Linked DNA regions of Mus musculus: region 2 is linked to region 1. Evidence: chromatin contacts called from public HiChIP or PLAC-seq data. All regions are on one chromosome and are shown on one strand. Each heading gives the region's core, a stretch centred on a gene start, on an enhancer-like site or on the middle of the called end of the contact. The rest is flanking DNA. Distances are from core to core; before and after follow the strand shown.

Region 1 (5,111 bases), core at 1,210-3,709:
GATCTTGAAGCTCTGATTCTCCTGCCTCTACCAACCAAACGCCTTGCTGTCAGGCATGCACCCCAAATTTTACTTATGTAAAAATCAAAAACATACCCAGAAACCTAGAATACCCAAGATACAATTTCCAAAACACAAGAAAATCAAGAAGAAGGAACACCAACGTGTAGATACTTCATTCCTCCCTAGAATAGGGAATAAAATATCCATGGAAGGAGTTGCAGAGACAAAGTTTGGAGCTAAGACGAAAGGATGGATCATCCAGAGACTGCCCTACCTGGGGGTCCATTCCATAGTCAGCCACCAAATGCAGACACTATTACATATGCCAGCAAGATTTTGCTGAAAGGATCCTAATAAAGCTGTCTCCTGTGAGGCTTTCCCAGTGCCTGGCAAATACAGAAGTGGATGCTCACAGTCATCTATAGGATGGAACACAGGGCCCCCAATGGAGGAGCTAGAGAAAGTACTCAAGGAGCTAAAGGGGTCTGCAACCCTATAGATGGAACAACAATATGAACTAACCAGTACCCCCCCAGAGCTCGTGACTCTAGCTGCATATGTAGCAGAAGATGGCCTAGTCCGCCATCATTGGGAAGAGAGGCCCCTTGGTCTTGCAAACTTTATATGCCCCAGTACAGGGGAACACCAGGGCCAAGAAGTGGGAGTGAGTAGGTAGGGGAGCAGGGCGGAGGGAGCGTACAGGGGACTTTTGGGATAGCATTTGAAATGTAAATGAAGAAAATATCTAATAAAAAAATAAAAAACATAAAATGTGTTTTTAACTTAATATGTTACTGTAATAGATTTTAAGAAAACAGTTTTCTGCATATGCATCAGGCAATATATTTTCTCTATTTTAAATAATGTTTCATAGACTATTATTATTTTTCTGAGTATCAGAGAAGCCAATGAGAACTGTCTGGTTATTTTTCTTATAAAGTTTATATAATCCACAAAAATATTGGTATTTAAGATAAGGTGGTTAAAAGCACATACGTGTTCTAAGCAGAGTTTAATGCTATAAAAAACGCTCATAACAAATGAACATGGTGTGACTTAATTAAAAGTGGCAAAATAGTAAAAACCAGAACAAGACATTAGGAGTTTAGTATCTACAAATCTTGAGGCCCTGAGCAAGTCAGATCTCTTTGAATCGATTTTTCACCTTTCAGACAAAGTATAAATATATTGGCACATCTTCCCAGGAAGAACTGTCATGCACACGGAGCATCAGTGCATTAGATGCCACATGAAGTGATAGAGTGAGAGCTTAGACTCTGTAGATAACGTGGATAGATGGAAGAAAAGAAATTGAGTATAGATAGTATAGACCGGGTTTATCAGGTATGTCAGGTGATGCGCCTGTGCCCTCCTTAGTCTCCTCTTGAACTTTAGTAAATAATCCCTAAGATTATGCACAACACAACTCTCCTGAAAACCGCTCCAAAGCTTCCAACACCACACAGCCCCTGATAGGTATTTGTTTTAACTCTAGAGCGTAGGACCTTTAAAAAAAAAAAAAAAGATTTATTTTATTTATAGGAGTACTGTAGCTATCTTCAGACACACCAGAAGAGGGCGTCATATCCCATTACAGATGGTTGTGAGCCACCATGTGGTTGGTGGGAATTGAACTCGGGACCTCTGGAAGAACAGTCAGTGCTCTTAATCTCTGAGCCATCAACGATTGACTGGACTAAGCAAATCTAAGATGGTCCTCTCTCTGGGATTTTTATCTCTATATGGAAGTGTTGCTTTGAAGGTTCATGTCAGGTTATTTAACCTCCAAGGGGTCCCTTTTAAAATCTGTAATGATTTATTCCACAGAAAACGGAATGACTTTCCAATATATCAACTTCCCCCACAGAACTCTGCCCCCCGCCCCGAAACTGTTTTTTATAAACTGTTAAAGAGTACTAGGCGGGCTAGAGACCACACTTGGTTAAATATGACAAAAATCCCACAACAGTCATGTAAGTCTCATTAAGCTGGTAACACGATCTTTCAATAGCAAACCTTTATACACCTCCCAAGATCAGGTGGTCAGCTAACAGAGCCCCATGAATGATTTGAGAGGTAGGGGTGGGGCAATCCCGGACTCTACCCGAGCCATCTTAAAAGCACATGGAAGACAACTGGCAGCACACTACATTGTAATAGAGTGAACATTGAAAGAACTGTTTCAACCATCCTCTCTCCATCCTGACCCGGTAACCCAGCCTAGGTCGCAAAAACCTTCAGAACAAGTTCTATCTGATTTAGATCCACCCACGTCTCCCTCCCTGTCCAACCTGCAGAATGCCTCCGGCTTGTAGGACTCCTCTCTCCTCGCTGGGAGCTACCTTCAAGATCAAATAATCCAAACCCAAGTTTGTAGACTAGCGAACGGTACATCCACAGGACCGAACTCTAGGGAATATCCTTGCGACCTAGGTGCACACAAGGAATGCCAAAGCTGCGTTTCCAGGGCCCTTGCTTGTGACGTCACACCATGCGAGACTACATTTCCCACAAGTCTGTGAGAGGAAATTTTAGAAACTCATGAAAGGATTTGAGTATTTCCTGGTTTTTTAGCTCTGCTTTCTGAGATTGAGGATGTCATTAAAGCAACCAGTCACCAAGCACTGAGTAACTACAGATAAATATCATGTTCTTTTTTAATTTGTAGAACTACAAAATGAATTCATTGAGATGTCTGAATGTGATTAAACCCTTTCTTATTTATTCATTTTACCTACTATTTCTGGTTATTGTAGCTTAAAACCATATGCCTACTTATAGATGCTTATTGTAGCATGGAAAATTAACATAATCATCTAGATTTTTCTTGAAGATACTTACTAAACAAACAATAAACCAAAGTCCCACTCTGGCTTCCTGCCCACACGATAATTAGGTATAGTAGTATGACCAATTAACCCTTTCCACCTGACCCCTAAATTCCCTTTTATACCCTATTGGTGAAACAATGAAGTTGACCTGACACACTTCACTGGTCTCAGGAGATCATTCTATAATACAACCATCTCTAGCCTGTCTGCCATGGTTTACTCCTTTTGTCTTCACTGGTGGCTAACAACCACCCAAGGAGAAAGAAGACCCACATTAAGGCTATCGTCCTCAGTGGTTCACTAGGAAAAAAGTTGCTTCCTTTTTCTGAGATTTTTTTGTTCCTGTTGTTATTTACATTTCAAATGTTATCCCCACCACCCAGTTTCCACTCCGCAAACCCCCTATCCCATCCCCCATTGCTTCCATGAGGGTGCTCGCCCACCCAGCCACCCTAGCATTCCCCTATGCTTAGACATCGATCTTCCACAGGACCAACGGCCTCTCCTCCAATTGATGCCTGATAAGCTACATATGGAACTTGGAGCCATGGGTCCCTATATATGTACTCATTGATAGGTGGATTAGCCCCTGGGAGCTCTGGCAGGTCTGCTTGGTTGATATTGTTGTTCTTCCTATGGGGTTGCAAACCCCTTCAGCTCCTTCAGTACTTCCTCCAACTCCTTCATTGGGGTCCCTGTGTTCAGTCAGATATTTGGCTGCAGGCATCCCCATCTGTATTGGTCAGACTTTGGCAGGGCCTCTCAGGGGACTGCTATACCAGGCTCTTGTCAGCAAGCTCTTCTTGGCATCTGCAATGGTGTCTGGGTTTGGTGTCTGTAAATGGGATGGATACCTAGGTGGAGGAGTTTCTGGATGGCCTTTCCTTCAGTCTCTGCTCCACTCTTTGTCCCTCATTTCCTTTAGACAGGAGCAATTCTGTGTTAATATTTTTGAAATGGGTGTATAGCACCATCCCTCAACTGGGGACCTACACTAACTACTGGATATGGAATCTATAGGTTCTATCTCCTCTTTTTGGGGTATTTCAGCTAATGTCATCACTGTTGGGTCTTGGGAACATCTTGCATCCCTAGGATCTGGGACTGTCTAACAGCTACCCCAGTTCCCCATCTCCCAGTGATACACACCTCAGTTCAAATTCTTGACCCTCTTCACTTCTTCCCCCCATCTCCTCCCACAGTGATTCTGCCCCCACTTTCCCTCCCCCTCCTCTCTCCCTTCCAGCTCCCTCCTTCCCTCTCCCTTGATTAGTGATTATTTTGTTTCCTCTTCTAAGTAGGACTGAAGCATCCATACTTTGGTCTTCCTTCTTCTTGGGCTTCATGTGGTCTGTGAGTAGTATCATGGGTATTCTGAGCTTTTTGGATAACATCCACTTATCAGTGAGTACATACCATATGTGTTCTTTTGTGACTGGGTTACCTCACTCAGGAAGATATTTTGTAGTTCCATACATGTGCCTAAGAATTTCATGAAGTTATTGTTTTTAACAGATGAGTAGTACTCTATTGTATAAATGTACCACATTTTCTGTATCCATCCCTCTGTTGAGAGACATCTGGGTTGTTTCCACCTTCTGGATATTATAAATAAGGCTGCTATGGACATAGTGGAGCATGTGTCCTTGTTATATGTTGGAGAATCTTTTGGGATATTCCCAAGAGTGGTTTAGTTGGGTCCTAAGGTAAAACTATTTCCAATTTTCTGGGGAACCACCAGACTGATTTCCAGAGTGGCTGTACCAGCTTGTGATCTCACCAGCAATGGAATGTTCCTCTTTCTCCACATCCTCACCAGCATCTGCTGTCACCTCAGTTTTTGATCTTAGCCATTTGGACTGGTGTGAGGTAGAATCTCAGGGTAGTTTTGATTTGCATTTCCCTGATGACTAAGGATGTTGAACTTTTTGGGGGGGGGGGGGGTTCGAGACAGGGTTTCTCTGTGTAGCCCTGGCTGTCTTGAAACTCACTTTGTAGACCAGGCTGGCCTCGAACTCAGAAATCCACCTGCCTCTGCCTCCCAAGTGCTGGGATTAAAGGCGTGGGCTACCATGCCTGGCTGTGGAACATTTTTTAAAGGTGCTTCTCAGCCATTCGAGATTCCTCAGCTGAGAATTTTTGTTTAGATTTGTACCCCATTTTTTAATAGGGCTATTTGGTTCTCTGGAGTCTGACTTCTTGAGTTCTTTGTATATATTGGATGTTAGCTCTCTATCGGATGAAGGGTTGGTAAAGATCTTTTCCCAATCTATAGGT
Region 2 (5,111 bases), core at 1,932-4,431, 40 kb after region 1:
TGGGTGGTCCATCCTTTCGTCTTAGCTCCAAACTTTATCTCTGTAACTCCTTTCATGGGTATATAAGGAGGAATGAATATCCACCCATTGGTCTTCCCTCTTTTTGATTTTCTTTTGTTTTGCAAATTGTATCTTGGGTGTTCTACGTTTCTGGGCTAATATCCACTTATCAGTGAGTGCATATCTATTGACTTCTTTTGTGATAGGGTTACCTCACTAAGGATGATATCCTCCAGTTACATTCATTTGTCCAAGAATTTCATAAATTCATTGTTTTTAATAGCTGAGTAGTACTCCATTGTGTAAAATACACATTTTCTGTATCCATTCTTCTGTTGAGGGACATCTGGGTTCTTTCTAGCTTCTGGCTATTATAAATAAGGCTGATAATAACATAATGGAGCATGTGTTCTTATTACCAGTTGGAACTTCTTCTGGGTATATGCCAAGGAGAGGTATTGCTGGATCTTCTGGTAGTATTATGTCCAATTTTCTGAGGAACCTCCAGACTGACTTCCAGAGTGGTTGTACAAGCTTGCAATCCCACCAGCAGTGGAGGAGTGTTCCTCTTTTTCCACATCCTCACCAGCATCTGCTGTCACCTGAATTTTTGATTTTAGCCATTATGACTGGTGTGGGGTGGAATCTCAAGGTTGTTTTGATTTGCATTTCCCTGATGATTAAGGATGTTGAACATTTTTTTTCAGGTGCTTCTCAGCCATTTGGTATTCCTCAGTTGAGAATTCTTTGTTTAGCTCTGAACCCCATTTTTAATGGGGTTATTTGAATTTCTGGAGTCCAGCTTCTTGAGCTTTTTGTATATATTGGATATTAGTCCCCTATCAGATTTAGGATTGGTAAAGATCCTTTCCCAATCTGTTGGTGGCCTTATTGACAGTGTCTTTTGCCTTTCAGAAGCTTTGCAATTTTATGAGGTCCCATTTGTCCATTCTTGATCTTACAGCACAAGCCATTGCTGTTCTGTTTAGGAATTTTTCCCCTGTGCCCATATCTTCGAGGCTTTTCCCTACTTTCTCCTCTATTAATTTCAGTCCACCATGTGCACTCACCACATTTAAACATTTGAAATCTTGGGTCATTTCTAGGTGTCTAGTGGTAGCTTCTCCTATTACAGTCATATCAGGTGAACAAGATCCAACATCAGCTGTATATCTAATCCACTCATGTATAGATACTGACCTTGCCTGCAGTGGTCTGATTATTTCCCTGCATTTAGCATTTACATTTTCAAAGGTTAAAGCACAATTATTGCCTTTCTTGCTGCTGAATCTGATATACTCCTTTTCACAGCTGATGTTAGCCTTTGTAAAAAAAAAAAAAAAATCAGGGAAGATTTCTTTTGGACCTTGTATGACTTAATGGTTCAACTCTTCCCTGATTCTGCGACACTGTTCCAGTTCTTTAAGGCTGACAATCAACACAATGCCAGAGTTTCTTCATCATATACAACCTGTACCTCTATCTCAGAGCAGTTGGTCTGTGGAAATCTCTCTACCCCTGGTTCTAGTTTGTCGTATTATCTCCCTCACCACGTCTCTCCATCATGTGCACCACTGTAAATTTGTAGCAGGTTCTAATATGTCTCTTGCCATATCTTTCCAGTCTTGGAGGATTATCCTACTTTTAACAGCCTAAGAAGTCAGGATTTGTTTTACAAATGGCAAATGCACTCCAAAATTATTGATATTTTCCTTCAATTTTTTCAGTTCTAACATATCCACGGGTTGCCATTCAAATTCCTAATAGCCCTGTAGATAATCATCATCTGTTTGGTCCTTGTTGTATATTAACCAGATAGACTAAAGTTTGTTTTCTAATAACCTTTGTTTGGCTTTCTCTAATTTTATCTTCTGTCTCTAAACTGAGTATTTTCCTTAATTGAAATTTTAAATTCCCCCCTTAATGTCTGTGTCCACGCTTCTTATCTCTTCTGTTGTTGCTCTTCCTGTTCCTTGAGTTCCTGTGTTCTCTGTTGAAGGTTCTGCCTCCACATTTTGACTTTTTCTTTATATTGCAATTCTGATAGTCTGCTGTCCATTTTGTTTTGATTGATTCATTTTAAAAGGTTTATTCTCCAAGTCTTGCTCCCAATCATTATTTTCTCTCTGCTGCTCAGTCTGATTTGTGCGCTGCTGCATCCTTGCTTCTAGCATATTTTCCACCTCTAGTCTCCCACCTTCATTTTCATGTTTCTGTCTCTTATTCTGATCTACAATTTCCTGTGTCTTCAATTCTAGTGTTTCCTCTAGGCCACATTGCCACGTCTTAAGCTTCTCTTTCTGTTGTTCATGCTGTTCTATAATTCCTGTGTCTTCTGTTCTAAGCCCTGCTTCTCTTTATGTTGTAATTCTAATATTGCAGCATCTGCCTTATTTTGATTTGCTAGCTTTAGTAAATTATTCACTAGACTTTGTTTCTTTTGCCCAATAAAATCCTCAATCTTTAGTTGTAGTGTTACTTGTAATCTCTTTTCTAAGACAAGGAATTTTTTTCTAAGGTTCTGTTTTTTAGAAGACATAGTAAATTAAGAGAATATGGCAATACCAGTAAATAATAAGGTCTGTATTTCCTTTAAATCCATCCCTGTCAAACCATTCAAAATATCATTACGAAAAGCCCAAAAGATATTTATTGTCTTTTTTTTAAGGATTTATTTATTATATCTAAGTATATGGTAGCTGTCTTCAGGCATAGCAGAAGAGGCCATCAGATCTCATTATGGATGGTTGTTGGGATTTGAACTCAGGACCTTTGGAAGAGCAGTCAGTGCTCTTAACCGCTGAGCATTCTCTCCAGCCCATGTTTCTCATCTTTAAGTATCAATTTATTCCCTTGTCCAGAGCCCTTTGTACCTTTGTATCCTGATTCTTGTATTTACAAGGAGGGGCTGAGTGTAGAAAGACCCGCATCTTCTGTGTCCCTGTTTGGGTTGCAGCTGGCAGTGTGTGCTTGTGTGCTGATCTCAGGCAACCCACAGTGCAAGCAAGCAGTCTGGAGATCCAGTCTGGCTGTCCTAGATATGGAGTGGGGCTTGGGGGGTGGAGGTACAGGGAAGCGAACACAGAAAAGACTCTCCTGGGCAGATGCCCAGATCAGTTCACTGTGTCTGCCTGAAAACTACCTCTCAGGCAGTTGTGTTCCAGCGTCACCTGTCCCTCCTTGCAATTCTTACACAGCACTGCTCAAGCCCAGCTTCAGGCTGGGGTGCTGCCCCTGGCTGTTCTCTGTAGGCCCCTCAAACCCAGTCGGCTTTCAATAAACACTGCTGCAGCCTAGATCACTGCCCAAGCCATATTTGAGGTTGAGGGGCAGTGGTCTTTTATCTCCGGTGAGTTGAGTTCTAATCAATATGTTGGGCACTATTTTGTTGCGGTAAATCTCTAACCCAAATAAGCCCGGATGAAGAAAACACAACTCAATTAATATGAATACAAGCTGCATGCCTATATTGGGCACATCTACCACTACACTACCATCTTCCCCATCTATGAGATCCCTTCTACCTTGCAGTTTCTCCGAGCCACATGCTTCGGCTCCACTTTCCTTCCACCCGCTCCTCCATTGCCCTCTCTTCTCCTCCTTCTCTCTCAACCTTACAGCTCTACCTTCCCTTCTCCTGCCCAGTCACTGGCTCTAGCTTTTATTTTACAAATTAAGGGAGAAGGTTCACAAGAAGTCACCTGAGAGTAATTCCTTGCTTGTTCACACCTCCTCCCAGAAGAACGGAATTAGCATCAAAATACAAGCAACACCAGGGCTATCCACAACAGATATCAACTAAAATTAGTTGAAACAGTGTTGTATGGTTATACTTGAGGTAAATGGCATGTAAATAGTGTATGTATCTGATGCATTTGGACATATTACCTGTATCCATACAACATCATTACCTACAACAAAACCAGGAAACCATGTTCTCTATACATTCTTATTCTACCGTGTTTATATGTGTCTACAGTATACAGAATTCTCATAAAATGACAAAATTGCCAGGAATTCCAGAAATCACCTCCATACATTTTCCATGCACTTGAAATTAATTTTTTAAAAAGATTTATTTATTTATTATATGTAAGTACACTGTAGCTGCCTTCAGACACGACACACCAGAAGAGGGCGTCAGATCTTGTTACGGATGGTTGTGAGCCACCATGTGGTTGCTGGGATTTGAACTCCGGACCTTTGGAAGAGCAGTTGGGTACTCTTACCCACTGAGCCATCTCACCAGCCCCTGAAATTAATTTTTAAGAAGAATCAGAATTCTCATGCTTGTTACAGTTAGATTCATGGTGGCATAAAATATAAAATAACCTAACTTCTCATTAGTAGATGACAAGCTGGGTGCTTCAGGAGGCCACTGAGCTCAATGAACGAAGACAATAGCAATGGATGACAGGTGACTCATTTTCATTTTCTTCTTATCAAATAACCAAGCTTACTTAGATGGTGACCCTTTTATTTTTGCTTTGGAGAATGGATTTAGACATTTAACATTTTTATGTATCACTTTGTATATGTTTCATATAAAATTAATGTAGCAATATTGTATAAAGTTACATATGTATTTTTATTTTTTATATAGTTGTTTAACAGAGTTTAGTTTTCATTAAAGAGAAGCAAGACAACTCCTTTGGAATTAAGTAAGCAGGAAAATGTAATTCCTCAATGCAAAGTCGTGAGAACTAATACAAGATAATAAAGTGACCTGGGCTTGTTTCCTGCATGATACAGATTTCACATTGCAAAGAGCAAAACTTCTGATTTAACACATGTAGACAGGGTCCAAAGATGAGCTTGTCATGAACTCCTGTGTGATGCTCAGGTTCTAAAGACACAGAATGAGAACTGTATCTGTCAAAGTCATTCCTTCTTAACCATAGGAAGAACCTTAACGATAGTAAGTACATTCAAAAGGTTTCTCTCCAGTACATATTCTTTTGTTTGTTGGTTTGTTTTTTGTTTTTGTTTTTGGTTGTTTGAGACAGGGTTTCTCTATATAGCCCAGGCTGTCCTGGAACTCACTCAGTAGACCAGGCTGGCCGAGAACTCAGAAGTCCACCTGCATCTTCCTCCCAAGTGCTGGGATTAAA

Evidence for each region. HiChIP or PLAC-seq counts read pairs in DNA pulled down with a chosen protein or histone mark.
Region 2: a contact with region 1 is called in an H3K27ac HiChIP or PLAC-seq map of embryonic stem cells, with 7 read pairs. The contact joins the enhancer-like site here to the promoter of Zfp72 in region 1. A contact is called at or near these places in 1 of 39 promoter capture datasets (hematopoietic stem and progenitor cells), 7 of 484 Hi-C or Micro-C datasets (the STO cell line, embryonic limb bud, embryonic stem cells and 3 more), 6 of 115 datasets of contacts at active chromatin or transcription factors (the SCID.adh cell line, embryonic stem cells and stem cell-derived neural progenitor cells) and 3 of 9 other capture datasets (adipose tissue, liver and pancreatic islet).

Annotation. Positions count from the first base shown.
Region 1 is chr13:74,388,370-74,393,480 of GRCm38.p6, forward strand. Zfp72 (zinc finger protein 72) reads right to left here and starts at 2,460. Exons shown (of 5, transcript NM_001374038.1): 1 at 2,295-2,460.
Region 2 is chr13:74,427,655-74,432,765 of GRCm38.p6, forward strand. It overlaps LOC115488130 (zinc finger protein 120-like), which reads right to left. Exons shown (of 2, transcript XM_030247499.1): 2 at 4,604-5,111. It overlaps E430024I08Rik (a long non-coding RNA gene), which reads right to left. Exons shown (of 8, transcript XR_003950546.1): 8 at 4,570-5,111. Among named protein-coding and RNA genes, the nearest start is that of Gm41004, 14 kb to the left of the region's middle. Within about 2 kb of position 3,182, at least 2 of the 459 cell types and tissues checked have an H3K27ac peak or open chromatin away from gene starts, as enhancers often do. A contact at or near this core is called in embryonic stem cells, where this site is marked.